Regions from separate parts of the Rattus norvegicus genome. Here region 2 is linked to region 1. Evidence: chromatin contacts called from public Hi-C data. All regions are on one chromosome and are shown on one strand. Each heading gives the region's core, a stretch centred on a gene start, on an enhancer-like site or on the middle of the called end of the contact. The rest is flanking DNA. Distances are from core to core; before and after follow the strand shown. Region 1 overlaps Pcnx1 (pecanex 1). Region 2 overlaps Sipa1l1 (signal-induced proliferation-associated 1 like 1).

Region 1 (6,352 bases), core at 1,243-3,742:
CAAGCGTCCGGTGTGAGGAATGAAGTGGTCACACTTCTGCCACTGAGAACTTCTGTGACTTTGCATCCTGTTATTTTTCATTATGACTCAGCTGTCATACTGTAAAACCCTCCCTTCTAGCTGAAGCACTTTTCGGCACACACAAGATTGTAGTCCTGTTTCAGATCTTTTCGTTACCACAGAGGAAACCTGCACCTGCTGCCATCCCCTCTTTGCGTCTTCAGCCTCACAGCCTCTGGTTGTTCTTGCTGTGGAAATAAGAAGGCCTGAGTTCATTCTCCGGTGTAAAACCATGGGATGTGGCAGTGCACACCTGTGGTCTTGGGGAAACAGAAAAAAACCAACTGCGAGAGCCTGCTTGGAGAGCAAGCAAGTCAGTGAGCTCCAGGTTCAGTGAGAGGCCCTGTCTCAGAAAGTGAGGGGGACACCTGCATCAGCTGTGCCTCCACATGTGCACACACCATGCCCCACCCTGCCCCACAGGTCTTTGAGGAAAGCTGGCTTTGTGTATTTATATTTTTAAAAATTCACTGTTTATAAATTATTTCTTCTTCATATGTATGGCTGCTTTTCTTGCATGCATGTCTGTGTATTACTTGCATGCTTGGTCAGAAGAAGGCATCAGACCCCTGAAACTGATTACAGATGTCAGGAGCCTCTATGTGAGTGCTGGGGGTTAAGTCTGGGTCACCTGAAAGAGCAGCCAGTGCTCTACTGCTGAGCCGTCTCTCTAGCCTGAGCATCAGCATTTAAAACTCCCATTTCTTAATAGATGTGTGAGTGTGCGCACACACGCATAGTCTGTCCAGTTGTGCTGTTCTAATATAATTGCAGGTGTCTGTCCATTCAATGGAGCACCCTCCTAGGGCACCCTAAACTGACTCTTCCTCCCTCAGACACATCACCATAAGGCACATCTCCGCAGAGTGGGGCATGTGAGCTGCTGTCACTATGTGACTGTCACAAACCATGAGATATCTTGCATCATTAAGTTGTATCTCGTTTGAGCATTGATTTAACACTTTGATTCTGTTGTTTGTTTCTTCCTACTCTAGGTTATAACTTTTTAATTTCTGTGACTGATGAGCGTGATGGTGCTTTGTGTGTGTGTGTGTGTGTGTGTGTGTGTGTGTGTGTGTGTGTGTGTGTGTAATGTGGACACACATGTGCTATGATGTCCGTGTGGAGGCTGTGTAGTGTTAGTCTCTTCCTCCCTCTTCATGCTCCTGGCGTGTACTCAGGTGGCCAGGCTTGTGCAGTAAGAACTTAGCCCACTACAGCATTTTGGAGGCCCCATTCTAGGTTTTTGTTTGTTTGTAAAGTAATCTTATTAGTGTTTCAAAAGAATTAAAGTATTTCCTTAGGCACAATAATGACAGTTACTACTAATTTTGTTTTTGAAATACATATATATGTAGATAAATTCAGTATTTCCTGCCTGCTACTTGATAAGTTTGGTCACACATCTTTTAGATGAAGAAACAAAGGCTCATTATTGTAACCCAAGGTTACCTATTTGTAAGTTAGAAATAGAACTTGCGGCAGGCTATGCTGGCACACACCTGAAATTGTAGACTTGGGGTGCTGAGACAGGAGGATCTGAAGTTCAAGGCTAGCCTAGGTTAAATACAGAGACCCTGTTCTAAAGTGAGGGAGGGAAGGAAGAGGGGAGAACAGACACACACAGAGAAAGAGAGGCACTCACACACGCATGCACGTACTCACACACGCACTCTGGAACTTTTTCTGAAGCCTTTGAAAGAACTCAAATGACTTGAAAATTCAGTTAGGATGGGTTCTTTGTGCAGTTTTGAAACAGAAACCAGCTCTCTGGGTTGACTAATCAGCTTGTCCAACGCTCTGCTTGAGGATTGCTTACACTTACCTCTATACACTGTGAGTTCTTCTCTGTCTTAACTCGTAGAGAAGCCGGTGTGTATCTGTATTAACATCTTTAACTGTGTTTGTCACAGATTTGGCAACTGATCGCAAGCTCTTCCGCCTGGTCTCCAATGACTCCTTCGTTTCTATTCAGCCATCCTTGTCCTCTTGTGGACAGGACTTACCAAGGGACTTCAGTGACAAAGTGAGCCTGCCAAGCCATAGCCAGCACCACCGTGTTGATCAGTCACTGTGCAGTGCCTGTGACACAGAAGTGGCTTCTCTTGTACCTTTACATTCACACTCTTATAGGAAGGAGCACCGGCCACGAGGAGTGCCACGCACTTCCAGCTCTGCCGTGGCTTTCCCTGACGCCTCACTGAGTGGCCTCCCTCTTTACCAACAGCAGCAGAGACGGGGGTTAGACCCAGTTACTGAGTTAGACTCATCTAAGCCTCACTCAGGCACCAGAGAGTCCTTAGTGGGGCAGTCCTGCCCTCTTGCACAATCTCAGCCTGCCGCTGACCGGAGAAAAAGTTACTCTCAACCACCCACCAAGTGTGGGAAGAGCAGGGCGTTGAATGCTGAAAAGAGTGTGGACAGCCTCAGGAGCCTGAGCACACGGAGTAGTGGGTCCACAGAGAGCTACTGCAGTGGGACCGACAGGGACACCAACAGTACTCTCAGCAGCTACAAAAGCGAGCAGACCAGCTCCACTCACATAGAGAGCATCTTGTCTGAGCACGATGAGTCTCCTAAAGTGGGAGACAAGAGTGCCCGGAAGGAGGGCTGTGCCGAGTCAGCGGAAGAGAGGTGCCACGGGGCCACTGACCGAAGGACTAGCAGTGACAAGACTGCCCTAGAGGGGAGCACACCTGCTGGGCCTCCCGAGGCCCCAGACGCTCAGGCATCTGAGGAGAAGCCTGACCAGGTTGCTCCCAGCAGCTCTGCATCAGAAGATGCCAATAAAAACCCCCATGCGAACGAGTTCACTGTCCCCGGGGACAGGCCGCCTGAGCAAAGTGCAGAGAGCAAAGAGGAGCAGGGCGAGAAGCCCAGCCTTTCCACAGACTCCAAAGTTTGTAAAGACGATGGTGGGAAGCAGAAGGAAGGAGACGTCCGACCCAAATCCTCCAGCTTAATCCACCGGACAACTTCTGCCCATAAACCAGGCAGGAGGCGCACAGGAAAGAAACGGGCCAGCAGTTTTGACTCCAGTCGCCATAGGGACTATGTTTCCTTTCGAGGAGTTTCTGGAACCAAGCCGCACAGTGCTATATTTTGTCATGACGAGGACTCTAGTGATCAAAGCGACTTGAGCAGAGCACCCAGTGTTCATTCTGCTCACCATTTCAGCAGTGATAGCTCTTCCAGTGCCACTTCTCATTCCTGCCAGTCTCCTGAGGGCAAATACAGTGCCCTCAAGACCAAACATGGCCATAAGGACCGGGGCACAGACTCAGACCACACGCACAGAGCTCATCCAGGCCCTGAGGGAACAGCCAAAAAGAGGGCATCTCGGAGGACTTCCAGCACACATAGCGCCAAGACACGGGCTCGGGTTTTGAGCTTGGATAGTGGCACTGTGGCCTGTTTGAATGACTCAAACAGGCTGCTGGCACCGGACAGTATAAAGCCCTTAACCACTTCAAAGTCAGATCTTGAGGCCAAAGAGGGAGAGGTGCTGGATGAGCTGTCTTTGCTGGGCCGGGCTTCCCAGTTAGAGACGGTCACACGGTCCAGGAATAGTTTGCCAAGCCAGGTTGCATTTCCTGAAGGGGAGGAGCAAGATGCAGCCACTGGAGGTGAGTAAGCTATGGGACGACTATGGATTGACACTGTTGCTCACAATAGTCTACTAGAACCTTCAGAGAGCACGGTTTCTCTGTACCAGGAAAGCACACTTCTTTCAGTGAACATGGTGGTCTCCAGTGGTCCAGCTGTCTTACTGGACACATCAGCTTATTCTTGACTGCCTCCCTTTTCTAAGCTAGTTGTGCTAGTGATCACCCAGTTATTTCTCATCCTCTGTACAATACCAACAGTCTCACAACTGTAGTAGGGTGGCCAGCCACTCACAGCCATGACTCACAGTGAGCTGCTGAGCTTCAGAGGCGGACGCTCACCCGTCACGAGACTTCCAAACGCTGCTGTAGCTCCAGCGTGGACTCAGATAGCCAGTTCTTATCTATTTCTCTGCTTTTCTCTCAGTTCAAGCTTTAGATATTAAGGAAAAAAATTCCTATAATTTCACACTGTCCTTTAAAGTTAAACTCACTAGAAGTTTATAGTTTATATTAATTAGCATTTTATCTTGTGTTTATTTGTTTTTTAGTTTTTGAGATAGGATCTCAATGTGTAGCCCTGGTTGGCCTGGGACTCATTACATAGACCAGATTGTCTTCAAACTCAGAGATCTGTCAGCCTCTGCCTCCCAAGTGCTGGGATTAAAGGAGTGCAGCATCCCATCTGGCCATATTAGCATTTTTAATCCATTAATAGTTGTCATGGTATCCCTGGTGATGGTGTTTGGGTAAAGTAATAACTTAGTGATTCCATGATTTGGGGGGAATTGTACTGAGTTGGATAGGTGGTGTAGTACTGTGTCAGTGTGTAATGGGCCATTTTTTGCAGGTGTTTTCCCATTTTCTACCCAGGCAGGTTGCCTGTTTTGCTAGAATGAGAATGAGGCCTCCTGATGTTGGCACACAGGTGTCTGTGATATAAAGGTTGTTGTCATTTGCTGTGATAAAGTTCTGTTTATGCAGACATTTTCAAACATGTCTACACTTATCTCAAAACAATTCCAGACTCATCAAGACTGTTTCCAAGGTCATATTGTGGAAATGTTCTTCCTGGTTTTGGTAAGGTTCTGACAAAAATTAACTTGTATTGAGAATGTAAAGAAATTATTTTTAGTGGTGAAGAAGCTGCCAAGGTAGTCTTCTAACCTATATGTTAGAGATGAGAGTTGTGGCCACTTGGTAGTTCTAGGAGTTTTTGACCTGGATATCATTCTCTATTTGTAACAGATCTGAAAGACTATAAAGGTTCCTCAGAGAAACCCTGTTGTGTGTTTCTGTTTATGGTGTCAAGGAATCCATTAGGTTTTAAAAGATAGCTTAATTCTTTAAGTTAGCCAAATACAATTCGAGACTGACTATGCTTAGGCATGTGCTCTAAGTATTGTTGTAATAAACGTTATTGCCAAAATGTGAGTGTTGTGTCTGTGCAGGATGTGCTGTGGTGAGTCTGTCTCCGCACATTTGGGTCATATCCTTCCACAGCAGATGTGGCTTTTCCTCTTTTGTTTTGTTTGGTGGTTTCACAAAGTGCACGGGAAGAAGTATTTGCTTTTTCATGCAGTTCTATGACCGTAGTCCTCATACTTCCAGAGTCCAGATGTTTTTGTTTATATCTTTTAAAATATCCTTTAAAGATTAATAATAAAACAGTGAACTAAATTTAAAAAATCTCAGTTTAGTTCAAGAAATTCCCTAGTATGTGGGAAGTTGAAAAGACTTTTGTCAACAGAGGGTCCTGCTATGTTTTCTTCTATTTGTTTTCATTGGCTTAGAGTGAAAATCAGAACAAAACAAATGACTTAGATGTGTTGGAGATTATGTCGTTTCCACTACACCTCAGTACGGAGGTTTGCTGTGCTTCGGTTGAACTGCCAGAAAGCTGGTAGCCGATTTAAAACGGACAGGATTTCAGCGCCTGTGATGTGGGCATCATTGTTACAGTCTCTTCTGGCAGTTCAAGAGTGATGTGTCTGGGCTGTCCATTCTGTCATGTCTGTTGTCCTCCAGAAACATGACAACACATACTGCTACTGCCACACCATATAAACACATGCGTGTGCGCGTGTGCATGCGCACACACACACACGCACACACACACACACACACACAGGCGCGCGCGCTCTCTCTCTCTCTCTCTCTCTCTCTCTCTCTCTCTCTCTCTCTCTCTCTCACCCTCTACTTGATTGGACATAAAACCATGAGTAAATTCTAATCCCAGTGGATTTGGTAGTATTGATAAGTTCTTTAAAAGCTTACTCCATTATTATGGTGAATGGTGTTAGTAGGTAATGGGATACAATTTTGAAAGTGTACTTGGAAGTTTTATAATAAAATGACCAACAGTAGAGCTGATGTAGCCCAGAACCCACATGCCTATTAGTCTACAGGTTTCACTGTAGTAGATGTTACCCTCAGAGATCCACTTATCTTCATTAGGCCTCTGCGCTATCATTTGAGGATGCGGTGGCCACAGTACCTGTGTTACAGTGAAAGACAAAGGGGTTCAAATGTGATGCCTCCGACATGCTTAGCATGTGGTAGATGTCTAATAGTGCTGCTGCATTTGGGAAGCAGGCCAGTTTGCTATGCTACAGAGATGTGTCCTGCCCTGTGTAACCCTGTTAGTACAGTTGAATACAAGGATGTAGGGATCTGTTGAAATAAAT
Region 2 (6,352 bases), core at 2,212-4,711, 490 kb after region 1:
CTTGTCACAATTGAAGCAAACTCTGTACAGAGCTTCACTGATACTCATAGCTTCTTTGAAGTAAAGTGGGGGTGCTACCAGGAGCAGACCTGTCTTATTGTCAAAAAGAAGAAAAGAAAAGAAAAAGAAAAAGCCTTCCATTAATAAAGCATCTTTCAATATCATATTCTGTAGATCTTTGATGTTTTTGAAAACTATCTATATCTGAATGGCAAACATTGCTTTTTTTTTCTAGCTATTTACTATCTGTTCAACCTTGAAAACATACTTCTATACCTAACTAAACTAGTATCTAACATGGCCGTGAGTTTAATTGTCTATTAACTTGCATCTCTAAATTATCCCAAAGAGTTTGTAATAGCTTTTTAAAAGGATTAGAACTTAACATTGCATTTTTCAGGATTACGGAGGTACAGTACCTTAAAAAGAGTTGATACATAGGATGTCATAACCAAATATAACCTTGAATTTGCAAAGATTGATACAGTGTAGGTCCTTTGGCTAGTAGTAGCCCTACAGTTTACATTAGATTCAATGATCTACCCTTTATTCCCACTGTTACCTTTATTCCTAGTCCCCCTTTTTTCTTTTTCATCCCTTCTCCTCCTTTTCCCTCTAACACCAGATAGGAGAGAAAAAGAAAGAGAACAGGAAATCCCTGAATCTGACCTTCCTCACCTTGTTTCCTCCCAGTCCAAGACAGTTTGTAAGCACCACCCCCTCCCCCTAATGACAATACACATCCATTGTCCATTGAAAGACCAAAAACCATCTACCTCACCTCTTGGGAATGGGAACATCACTCTCTTAAAACTGCTTCCTGCTGATTTGGGGCATTATTTTCCTTTGGGGGTGCCTCCTAAAAATTAGGGTATTGGTCAGTCTTAAGGAAGTGAGCTGTAGCAATTGCTATCCTTTCTGCTTGGTGAGAACTTGAGGGCTTAACTGAAATCCTAGCTGGAACATTTTCTGATGCTGGACAATCTTACTAGCCATCTCAAAATTGTCCCGGACGCAGATTTTGAGGAAGCAGCATTGAGGCAGTCTAGGTAGGTCTACCTGGGCTACTTGTCTTCTCTTTGGTGTCTGGTCCTTTTGCTTTGCAAGCATATAAACCTTCAAAGGTATTATATTATACATTTCTGCATTAGCACAGGTATGGAATGTACTCTGCTCTCTGTTTGAGCTGGTAAGGCATCTGCCTGTTTTATGTTAGTTTAGATTGTATAACCCAGCTGTAATATAAATTTCTGTCTATGCCATTCAAAAGAATAGCATGCTAAGTTTTGAAGACTTTGTAGCCAACAGGATTTATTGGCTACGCATTGGTGAGGTTCCAGCTATAGACATGTCCATGTCTCAGAGCTGTGCCCGTGCAGAAGGATCAGCATATATTTTACTTGGTTTGTTCTTAATTTTTTTTCCTGTCTGCAGCCAAGATCTTCAGTGAGTCCCCCTGTCATAACTGATTGTTGTTAATTATGCAAGAATGTGGGGTTGGGGATTTAGCTCAGTGGTAGAGCGCTTGCTAGGCCCTGGGTTCGGTCCCCAGCTCCGAAAAAAAAAAGAAAAAAAGAAAAAAAATTATGCAAGAATGCATAGTTTTTCTTCTATTGAAACAAGAGCACATCCTCTTCTCCAATGTAACATACTTCCTGCCTTCCATTTTGAGATGAGGACCTATTTATGCTGCTTTACCTCATTAGTCTATTCTAAAAATCCAGTGATTTCAGCAGCTGTCCTCTCTGTTTTGTTGGCATTTTAAAAACTTCAATCAATGAAGCATTATTTAATCTCTCACTGGGAGATCCTATATTCCCATTCTTGTCTACGACCATTTCCCTTAAAGTATGAGTAGATCTCTCCATAATTGTGTGGCCTGTGGGATTATTAAATTATCTGTCACACTTTCGATGCCATAGTGTCTAATGAGTTGTTGTGTTCTAATGGATACGCATGTGGAAGCATCAGCAGCTCAGTCAGGAAAGGCATTTCCAAGACAGGCATCGCCTCTAATAAGTGCAGTCTCAGAATCAGCCTTAAGAACTCAGGGCAAAAGCACATTGAAACCCGGAGTACGAATCCACCGTATGATGCATTAACATATGTACTTCAGTGAAACACATCATCTGTTGTATGGCATTGCTCTGAGGTAGCATCATGAAGCAGAATCCGGATTCTTAACTTAGAGTATTGCATCTCTATAGGCTGCCATTCTAATTCCTCAAGCTTTTGTGGATTTTCTCACCTGGAACTACCTTTTGTGCTGTCACTTTGGGCTTCAGACTGGATTCGTGTGATGATTCTTTACTCTGATTTAATGAACCCTTTAACCTCTTCTGTGACCTGAGCCTACTAGTCTGTCTTTCCGTCTTCTTAAGTCTGTTTTATTCTGATCTTTCTAAAGAGGATATAGACAACTATAATCATTATGGATTTGCATGTTGATAATCAGAGCAAAATCATATAGCAAATGAGTTAAAAATTTTAACAGAAAATATTAACATATTTTTAACATAGAAAATATTTTCTTTTTAATACCTAACTCCTTAAGGATTTCCCAGTTTCCTACCAAGTCTGTTGACTTTTCAGCTTTTCCTGGGGTTTCCACATGTCTGGCATCTACCATGTCTCTCTGCTGTTCAGCTAGCACCTTGCAATGGCTGTTGGCTCGTGGCTCTGCTCCCCTCCAGTTGGTTCAGTGGGCTACCCTTGTTGGTTCTGGGCTGGAGCTGCTATCTGCCCTTCTGGGAGAACAGATCCTCACGGGTTCTGGGAAGGTAGCTCCAGGTCACCGAGGGCTACTGCCTGTTCTGGCTCCTGGCTGTACCTCACAGAGTAATGTAACACCCAAGCTTCATTTCTCTGAGCTGTCCTCCTGCCTCTACAGGCTCTATCCCCTGGACCCTTATTGGGCCACCCAGCTCTCTGGGGCACACTTTCTCTGAAACCGAGGCACCATGCTGCAGCTGCTGTGCCCTCAGGCCCTCTCAGGACAGCTCCAGCACCGCCCGCTAGGTTAGCTGTTCCCCGTCCCATCCAGTCACCAGCCCTCAATGCACAGCGGGACCTCTAAAGGACCTGCACTAGGCCTCTGCAGTCTCCTGCCCCCAACCAGCTAGAAGACTATCTTTGTTTTAAGCTTGGATTTCTGACTAAATTTGAATTACATGCCTACCACGTTGGACACCATTTGTGACCTTGGGCTTTTCCACCTGGCCTCTTTGTTCCCTGAAATAACGATTCTGGTACTGAGTCATTCCATGAATAAATTTGTGGGCCAAAAGCTTTGGCATGTTCCCATTAGCTCACAATTGATTTATCCCACTTATTCTCTGTCTTGCCAAATGGCTAGTTACCTCCCCTTCAGTTTCATGTGACCACCTTCCTCAGAGTTCAGGACAAATCCTCCCTGTGCTGACTCCGTCCCAGAATTCTTTCTCCCTATTTCCCCTCTAAGTTAATAGGCCAACAGCATTTTATTGATACTTCCAGATATTGCACAAGAGAGCTTCTCTACACTAACCTGGCTTATCAGTTTGCTGTCTATCTCCATATAAATGTGAAGTTGGGGTATGTCTAAGCAGGTGATGTGGACGTAGTGCTAAAGCCTGTCCAAGTGGCCAGGCATCTTGGGGAAAGCATCCTTTAAGAAGTTGTTTCAAGAGGCTTAGTAATTTTAGCTTTCAGGGCATTTATATCCTTATCCCCTGGTCTATAATTTGGCCCAAGTCCTCTTTTTGGAGAAGCCCTCACTAGAACCCTGCTTTGATAGGTAGGGAAGTGGTTTAGAAATGGATCCACAGCAGCTGTCTTTTCAAGGGGCTCTTACTTAAAAAGTAAGACTTCACTGTCACTGTCCCTTAAACTGAAAGAGCATAATCTCTCCCTGGAAAGGGAGGTAGAGACATTAGACTCCAAACATAATCTGTCTGTCTGTTGGTTAAACTTGACCACTGGTTGACTTTGCAGCTGTGCCTTAGGGTTTCCACTGCTGTGAACAGACACCATGACCAAGGCAACTCTTATAAAGGACAATATTTAGTTGGGGCTGCCTCACAGGTTCACGGGTTCAGTCCATTATCGTCATGGTGGGAGCATGGCAGCATCTAGGCAGGCACGGTGCTGAGGAGCTGAGAGTTCTACATCTTCATCTGAAGGAAGCCAGGAAGGGAGTCTTTTCTCACTGGGTGGACCTGAGATAGGAGGAGCTCTTCAAAGCCCCACCCCCACAGTGACACACTTCCTCCAACAAGGTCACACCTGTAACAGTGCCACTCCCATGGGCCAAGCATATTCAGACCATCACAGGACAGGGGCCCTGGAGTGCACCCTGTGCTTGACACTCTTTCTTCTCTTCCAGTCCAGAGAGCCTCATTTTTTGCTGCTAGTGATGAAAACCATCGCCCCTTGAGTGCGGCCTCCAACAGCGACCAGCTAGAGGAGCAGGCCCTGGTCCAGATGAAGTCGTACAGCAGGTTGGTCACCCGTTGCTGAGGGCATGAATATACACACCATGTGTCACCTCCAGTAGTGGCAGATGTGACGAAGAGGAGATGGAAGGCCCATGGATGAGCTGAGGGAAGCTGGGCGCAATACCAGACACTTGGCTTTCAGTTAGAACACTTTATAACTGGCTACTGTAAACACAATTAAACTGGTTTTGATGGCTTAAGGATAAAATTATGAATATTCTTTATTATTTAATATCATAAGTCACCTGTGCCCCTGAGGCTTATTAGTCTGGATTTGAGTCGCCACTGTGGCTGTGTTGTGACTGTGCTCATGTTTGCTTAGCTTCCAGCATTCTGGCTTGGCTTGCTGCGTTAGAAAACAGCACCAGGCTGGCTGAGAGTGTTTGCAAGATGGAGCAAGTCAGTAATAGCTGGAGCGCAGAGCCTCTTGACTCTGACCCTTACTGAGACTTACACTGCACGGCTGAGGGTCCCGCTTCCCCCGAGTCCCTGTGCTCGAGGTGTGGACTGAACATGGTGTATTCCTTCGCACCCCAGCGGCCAGCTGGGGAGCACCCCGTGAACTTGAATGCAGAACAGTCAACCAGAAACTCCTGCCCATGTCCTTCTGAGGATGGTCAGGAACCAAGGAGTGCAAGCCAAGTGTGGTAGTGTATGCCTGTAATTCCACACTTTGGAGGCTGACACAGGGGGATCAGGAGTTAAAGACCAGCCAGGCTACATTTTCAGACCCTGTATCCCTCAGTAAAATGGATGAGTTCCACATACGTAAATATTCAAATACATGTGAAAAGTGAGTCGCAGATAACAGGGAAGGAGGGGAGGCTAACCAGCTACACTGTCCAGTGGGCTGCTGCCCAAGGACTTCTGAGCGAATCTGCAGGGCTGCGGACTTCATTCCTACTCAACCGTAACACAGAGTTGCCACAGTCCCTCTTGTCATTGGGACAAGTGGGTTAAGCTGAGTGGCGGTCTACTCAAAACTGTGGAGAGAGAAAAGACAACCCAGAAGGAGAGTCTGAAAGTGCTGCACTGGGATGTGCTCTGCACTGAAACATGGGAGTCAGACCCTTCCAGAGGGAGGTCAGTTTATGGATCCTAGGATGAGGGCAAGATGGGCCAGGCAGACCTTTATGCTGTCAGTGCACCAAGTTCATTCTAAAAGACCTGTGGGGTTGAGGTAAGCTCCTGGGGTTCCTTGGGGGCCAGCACCCTGCAGGGCTTTGTGAGAGGCAAGTCCTTCCCCACCACAGCTTCCGTTCTGCTCAGCACATTTGTCCTTTAACCCAGCCCTTATCTGACCTGAGGTACCACACTGTGGGTTGCAGCTGACCATTCCCCCTTTATGATCCACTCACTGCTGACTCTTGGGTGTTTTGCCTGAGGTGTTTGCCAGTCAGTGTCACTCACTAGTGGCCCTGTCTTTTTAAACTGCATTTTGCTTTTGAAGTCTATTGCAAACATACAATTAAAAGAAATCAATAACACACTTCATTATGGGTCATGAATGCCAACTTAACTTTGCCTTTTGAAGAATACTTCCTATTCCACTACTTAGACAACCACAGGTTACATCCCTGCCTCTGCAAAGAGCCCTCCGCGTTTTCCCCACAGAAGTCTTGGCCTTCTGTTCTGGGAGTCTTAAGGTCACATGGCACAATTAGAACCCAGGAAACTGTTGGCAGGTCACAACCATAAGGGATTGGGGGAAAGCTGACAGGTCCTCAGCCTTGGGTGCTAGGAATCAATAACACCAACACCTAGCTGGGTGGTCCTCAAGTGCCACCACACACACTTGTTCTGCTGCAAGGCGTGATTAGCACTTTAACTTAACAGAGCTGCTTTCCTGGTCCTAATGGAACTTGAGATAGTAAGCT

Evidence for each region. Hi-C and Micro-C count contacts between places; a contact is called where the count stands out from the background.
Region 2: a contact with region 1 is called in a Hi-C map of liver, with 2.3 times the contacts expected there. The contact joins two enhancer-like sites. A contact is called at or near these places in 2 of 12 Hi-C or Micro-C datasets (the Rat2 cell line and liver).

The regions. Positions count from the first base shown.
Region 1 is chr6:107,348,954-107,355,305 of GRCr8, forward strand. Pcnx1 (pecanex 1) reads left to right here. Exons shown (of 36, transcript NM_001170347.1): 6 at 1,974-3,686. Among named protein-coding and RNA genes, the nearest start is that of Pcnx1, 55 kb to the left of the region's middle. Within about 2 kb of position 2,493, at least 10 of the 93 cell types and tissues checked have an H3K27ac peak or open chromatin away from gene starts, as enhancers often do. A contact at or near this core is called in liver, where this site is marked.
Region 2 is chr6:107,839,915-107,846,266 of GRCr8, forward strand. Sipa1l1 (signal-induced proliferation-associated 1 like 1) reads left to right here. Exons shown (of 25, transcript NM_001389245.1): 23 at 4,364-4,478. Among named protein-coding and RNA genes, the nearest start is that of Rgs6, 150 kb to the right of the region's middle. Within about 2 kb of position 3,462, at least 1 of the 93 cell types and tissues checked has an H3K27ac peak or open chromatin away from gene starts, as enhancers often do. A contact at or near this core is called in liver, where this site is marked.